2 separate regions of the Mus musculus genome follow, and region 1 is linked to region 2. Evidence: chromatin contacts called from public HiChIP or PLAC-seq data. All regions are on one chromosome and are shown on one strand. Each heading gives the region's core, a stretch centred on a gene start, on an enhancer-like site or on the middle of the called end of the contact. The rest is flanking DNA. Distances are from core to core; before and after follow the strand shown.

The links. HiChIP or PLAC-seq counts read pairs in DNA pulled down with a chosen protein or histone mark.
Region 1: a FOXA1 HiChIP or PLAC-seq map of pancreatic cancer cells shows a contact between it and region 2. The contact joins the promoter of Stamos here to the promoter of Vim in region 2. A contact is called at or near these places in 4 of 39 promoter capture datasets (the HPC-7 cell line, cranial neural crest, hippocampal neurons and 1 more), 3 of 484 Hi-C or Micro-C datasets (CD4 T cells and embryonic stem cells) and 5 of 115 datasets of contacts at active chromatin or transcription factors (T-cell acute lymphoblastic leukemia, forebrain, memory CD8 T cells and 2 more).

What each region holds. Positions count from the first base shown.
Region 1 is chr2:14,072,328-14,075,342 of GRCm38.p6, forward strand. Stamos (signal transducing adaptor molecule (SH3 domain and ITAM motif) 1, opposite strand) reads right to left here and starts at 1,607. Exons shown (of 2, transcript NR_038162.1): 1 at 1,256-1,607. It overlaps Stam (signal transducing adaptor molecule (SH3 domain and ITAM motif) 1), which reads left to right and starts at 1,773. Exons shown (of 14, transcript NM_011484.3): 1 at 1,773-2,009. The coding sequence starts at 1,970.
Region 2 is chr2:13,573,004-13,575,957 of GRCm38.p6, forward strand. Vim (vimentin) reads left to right here and starts at 1,308. Exons shown (of 9, transcript NM_011701.4): 1 at 1,308-1,991; 2 at 2,538-2,598. The coding sequence starts at 1,429.

The DNA of each region.
Region 1 (3,015 bases), core at 357-2,856, 500 kb after region 2:
GCGTTAATGTCTGACATTTGTCACATTTTTATATTTTAACTCCACCCCTTTGAAAGAAAAATTATGCTCATTAAGTTACTCAGAAAATATTTTCGTTCAGGTTGTTTAAAATTGTAGAATTTTTTCACATATATTTGAAGGCTTTTTTTTTTTTCTTTTTCAGTGCCAAGGTCAGAACCCAGAGCCTCTCACATTCTAAACAAGTACCCCATCACTGAGGCTCATCCTCAGTCAGTCTTTAAAGCCTTTTAAACTCTTATCCACTCAGATGTCTATGTAAATACACATCTATGCTCTTACTTTCAATGGCCAAATAAGTACAATTATAACTATTGATTCCACTTGAGTGCTTACTATATGCTAGACACTATTACAGGGGATTTGCTTCTAGTAATTTATTTCATCTTCAATGGTTTGTCATTTCCGTTTCTTATTTATGAGGAAACAGACAGAGGAGTTTGTCCAATCTCTTTAATGTCGGACAGTTTAGCGGTCATCAAAACTTTGATATTGTAAACAACGCTGCCATTAATATCTTGGTTCATGTTTTAAAAGACTGTAAGATTTAAAATTCAGAATAACTGGAACCAGAGGCACATTTCCAAAAGCTGGCTATATACTTCCCATCCTTTCTCTTAAGAATGCTGTAATTTATACCCCATCAGGCAACTTTGTTTCCCATCCCTTGGATTCTTTTAGTTTTAAATGACTGAAAACGTTAACCGATGCTTTAGTTTGCTCCTCTTCCTCCAAAATTCGACTTTAACTGTTTAGTAAGCAAGCTGTTTGTACTGTTATACAAATCTTGTTGACATGTTTATAAGCTTCCCTTTTTGTAAGGGTCCCTATTTGGGCACTTTTTACCGAATCTCAGTGCATGTGCAAGACCGACTTGCTAACTTTACGTAATATTTCCAAGAGATGATTCTTTAGATTTCACATGATTTAGAGGACAATGTGTGTGTGTGTGTTGGGAGCTGGGGAGGGGGCGTGCGTTACATACATATGTACAAATTAGATCACCAAATCAACATTTTAAGTTGCCAAGAGTCCTCATCAATGTCTGGCTCCATTTTTCATGTGTGTGTGTGTGTTTTTTTTTTTTTTTCAATTTCTGCCGTTGGGTGTGCGTGCTTATCTCAGGCTGAGAAGGTCTAATCTTCTCAGGGACTCAGTGACTGCACGTTTAGTCAGTCGGAGCCCACACCCAGGAAGGCTCCCTCTGATCTCAGGCTGGGGAATGAGCCAGCGTTACCTCAGCCTCTCGAGAGGCTGTGCGCCTCGACACTCCCTCCAAGGGATTCAGGCCAGCTCCACCAGCTCACATGACTCCAATCCCAGCAACTTCCATGAACCCTCGACGAGCGCGCTCAACATTTTCCTCGGGTAACCCAAAGGACTGCCTGACTTTCTAGAGGGATTGCAACATCACAACAACCCATCGAATAAACCCAAGGAGTTAAAAATTAAGGGTTTGGCTGGACCCAAACTGAACCCTCTCCCTCTCCCAGTCTCTTATTCACTCTAGAGGCTCTTAGTCGGCCTCGGTGCGCCTGAAGGACCTCGTCCTCCCGAGACGCCCGGGGACATGGAAAAGCCGAGAACCTAGCCGCTAACCCCACGGGCACGCGGGAACTCAGCAGAGGAAGAGACAGCGGCGGCTCATCGCGTGGGCCTCGGCGGAGGCGGCGGGCTCTGGCCAGACCCGGAGCGGGCAGTGTTCAGGCAGCGCTCAAGTCGCCTACATTCCCGACACGCCCCGCGCGGGGGCCTGTTCCGCTTCTCGGCTGTTGCCGCCGCCGCCGCCTCTGTTGCTGGGGTGGGTGAGAGGAGGGGCTGAGAGGGACCCTGCACTGGCAGGCAGGCGCCCTTGCTGTGTTTGTACCTGAGGGGCCTCCTTTCTCCGTCACCCCTAGAGTGCCGCGGGGTCGAGGGGCAGTCCCCGGGGACACCTCGGCACGCAGCGGACATGCCTCTCTTTGCCACCAACCCCTTCGACCAGGATGTTGGTAAGTGTTTTCACCGCCCCCCGTGGGTGCCCCCCGAGACTGCGAGCCCGCGCCGACTCCCGTCCCACTGCGTTCGTTCATTCTGGATTCCCGAGGCCGAGCCCACGTTCTTCTCTCCCGGGGCCCCTTCGTTCAGAGTTGGGAGAGGGTTGAGCGCTTGGCGCATCCTCTTTGGAAGAAATGGGACTTAGAACCTCTCTAATGGGCCTTGGTAAGGGACTTGGGGAGGGGGAGCTTTGAAGGAATCGCTTAAGGGATTCGGGGTAAAGGGTTGCCTCGGGAGGAACAGACGACGAAGCCATCTGCCGCTGGGGCATGGCTTCTGGGAGAAGAGCGAAGGACAGACGTATCTTGGCTTAAGCAGATTGATTATATGCTCTATCGCCAAAGTATTTGCCTGGCCCAATGGAACTGGCAGAATGTTTTAGGTAAGGTTACTTAAAGGGTTTTTTAAATAGCCCTATAACGGTCCCTGGAGGAGAGAGGTCTGGTTACGTACTGGTAGGTTGAAATGTTGGAAGAGATGGAGATGGATTACTTGGCAACAACTGAAAACGCAGACATGAGCCTTTGGGATGCCTTTTTCAGGCTGGGCCTCTGCCTTTGGGGAAGTGTGGAAGAGGATTTTGATTCTAGGATGGGGTCTGAAATGCTAAATTTTTTGTTGTCTGAATCATTGGTATTAGGTACCAAGCATACCAATTTAACAGGTTAGCTATCTATTTTTCAGACCTGATTTGAATTTCTTGAAAGAATTTTGGGATGTTTTTGAATGCATTACATTGAACTACACTGGCAGCATAGTGTGGAATGAAAGCGAACCAATACCATCCAGTCCCACAGGCTGAATTTAAGCATAACTGTAGTAAAAGAATGTAAGGATAACTTGTGAGAGTTACTTTATGAATTTTGTTTATTAGAGGTGAATTTTACATTTTGCCAACTGGAGAAAATGTACTATTACTGCCGCTTCCTGCCTGGTTCATAGTGATTCAGTTGAATGTCC
Region 2 (2,954 bases), core at 58-2,557:
GGAAAATAGGATCTGTGGCGTTGCCCAGACAAGTCACTAGAATCTTCTCCCCTGCATCGCTGCTCTAAAATCTACAGAAATCTGTTTCTTCAGTTTATCACTTGAGCTACATAACTGCCTTTCTTCCGAACTCATTCACCGAATTGGATTTTTTAGCAAAACCCAATGGTTTCTTGTCCGACTTGCTTATCTTCTAATGCAGTCCACTTTCAGAAAGGCCGAGATCACTGGGCTTGCTTTTGAAATTACCAAAGTAGTTTCCTCTTTCACCCAGAACTTAGGGTGTGGTTTCATGCAGGAAAGAGAGAGAGAGAAAGAAAGAGAGAAAGGGGGAGGGAGGGAAGGAGGGAGGGAGGGAGCTTTTGTCGTCAGGGGTGGGGATGGGGGTAGGGGTGTGTGGATGTGTTTTGTGGCTCTCCCGGGTCTGCAAGAGTTTCTTTCTAAGGAGAACTCTCCACACTTCCCCAACAATCACAAGAACGGTTATTCTCAAAGTTGGTTTAAAACTTCGGACAATGAATGAGCTTAGCGCTCTTGGAGTCTGGAGTCAATCTCAACTAACGGTTTTCCTGAACCGCTAGACGATCTCACCCTCAGGGCTCCATGAGTCATATCCACTGACTCAGCGACCCCACCCCGTCCCCTGGGCTTTACTCCAGAGGCAGTGGCTCCTAATCCTCTCTAGTTGAACTGAGTCCGTTAGATCAGGGGATATGACCACGTCAAACAAGCCCTCTGCAAAGGTCTTGAGCCAGATATCTTGGGCTGTGTGCTTCTCCACCCCCAATCTCGGGCCCTCTTTGTTTCTCTCTCCCCGGCTTCCGATCTGCAGGACTGCTTTTGCAGGCTCTTCCTGCTCCTCCGCTCTCGGATCTCCCCACCCACCCAGTCCCAGAAGACCGCAGATCTGCGACTGCGACCACGCCCCTCCTACCAGCGCGCCTAGTCCCACGCCCCTTTGGCCCAGTGCCAGGGATCGCTTTACTCAACTTTCCAGAGCCCCCCTTCCTTCCCCCATGAATCCTTCCCGCGATCCCTTCTTTCTCAGCACCCAAGGGTGAGTAGAGAGTTCGGGTGATCACCAGGAAAGCCCCTGAAAGGCCTAGCACTTCCAATTAGTAACAGGACTGTGCTTGATACCCTACAGCCCTGGAGGAAGGCTCGAGGGGAGCTCCCTCCCCCACCCCCCTTCCTCACTTCTTTCCGGGTCCCCATTGGCTGGCTCGCTCGGCGGCTAGGATGGCAGTGGGAGGGGACCCTCTTTCCTAACAGTGTTATAAAAGCAGCGCCCTTGGCGTTGTCCAGTCCTCTGCCACTCTTGCTCCGGGACCCCAGAGACCCCAGCGCTCCTACGATTCACAGCCACCGCGCCCTCATTCCCTTGTTGCAGTTTTTCCAGCCGCAGCAAGCCAGCCCACCTTCGAAGCCATGTCTACCAGGTCTGTGTCCTCGTCCTCCTACCGCAGGATGTTCGGTGGCTCCGGCACATCGAGCCGGCCCAGCTCCAACCGGAGCTATGTGACCACGTCCACACGCACCTACAGTCTGGGCAGCGCACTGCGCCCCAGCACTAGCCGCAGCCTCTATTCCTCATCCCCCGGTGGCGCCTATGTGACCCGGTCCTCGGCAGTGCGCCTGCGGAGCAGCGTGCCGGGCGTGCGGCTGCTTCAAGACTCGGTGGACTTCTCGCTGGCCGACGCCATCAACACTGAGTTCAAGAACACCCGCACCAACGAGAAGGTAGAACTGCAGGAGCTGAATGACCGCTTTGCCAACTACATCGACAAGGTGCGCTTCCTCGAGCAGCAGAACAAAATCCTGCTGGCTGAGCTCGAGCAGCTCAAGGGCCAGGGCAAGTCGCGCCTGGGCGACCTGTACGAGGAGGAGATGCGGGAGCTGCGCCGGCAGGTGGATCAGCTCACCAACGACAAGGCCCGTGTCGAGGTGGAGCGGGACAACCTGGCCGAGGACATCATGCGGCTGCGAGAGAAGTAAGGCCTGACCTACGCGAGTGGTGGGGTGTGGGAGGGAGGGGAGTCCTGGGCCTTGCACTGGGGCTGCCACGCCCTTGGGGATGTGGCTGGGGTGGCGGTTGTCTGGAGGATAGCAGAGGAAGCGGGCCCCACCCTGAACCTAAACTTTGCAGTGAACATTTCTCTTTTCGCCTCACTCAAGCACTTCCATTGAACTTTTTAGAAAGTTTCTTAGGTCCTTCTTCTGGGCTTACAGTTACCAGACAGGAGGAAAGAATGGGTGTGAAGGGTTCCAGACAAAGAGATGGCAAAGGCATCTGGGATATTGGGACAGGGGATTGGCTGTAATTGTAAGGGAAGGGCAGTGATTGTCTTTTCCAGTGTGCCCCAACTCCAGCTAACACCTGCAGAGAGCTGCCACCTCGACAAGTTGCAGTAACTACTGTGGGTGGAGGTGTCACAGCAGCTCTGGACTCAAGGCTTGGCGGCATTTGTGGTTGGGTGTGGCCGCCCCGCCCCTGGCGGTTTTCCAGTTCCCCTTTGATTAATGTGCTGCTGCTTCAGATTGCAGGAGGAGATGCTCCAGAGAGAGGAAGCCGAAAGCACCCTGCAGTCATTCAGACAGGTTTGTAGACTTCTTTTTCACATGCAGCCAGCAGCCCAATGGAGCCAACCCGCGAGCGGTTCTAAAAGTTACTTCCCTTAGGTTTTAAAAGGTGCAGAACTTCACGTCTGCTTGTAAAGCCCCCTGGCGGCGGAAAGCGCACAGATTGAAAAACTCCACTATTTAGGGCAGTCTTTGGAACATGAAGGCTTTATTTTCTGCTTCGTTTCCAGATTTTTCTGATCCCCCACACCCCCGAAACATTTCTCCTTTCGTTTTTTGAAACATATCGACATTCGGATATTGAATGGTTACAATTTGATTACATTGTGGATTGTGAAGGTGAAATTGGCTAACTTTCACAAGGTCATAAAAAC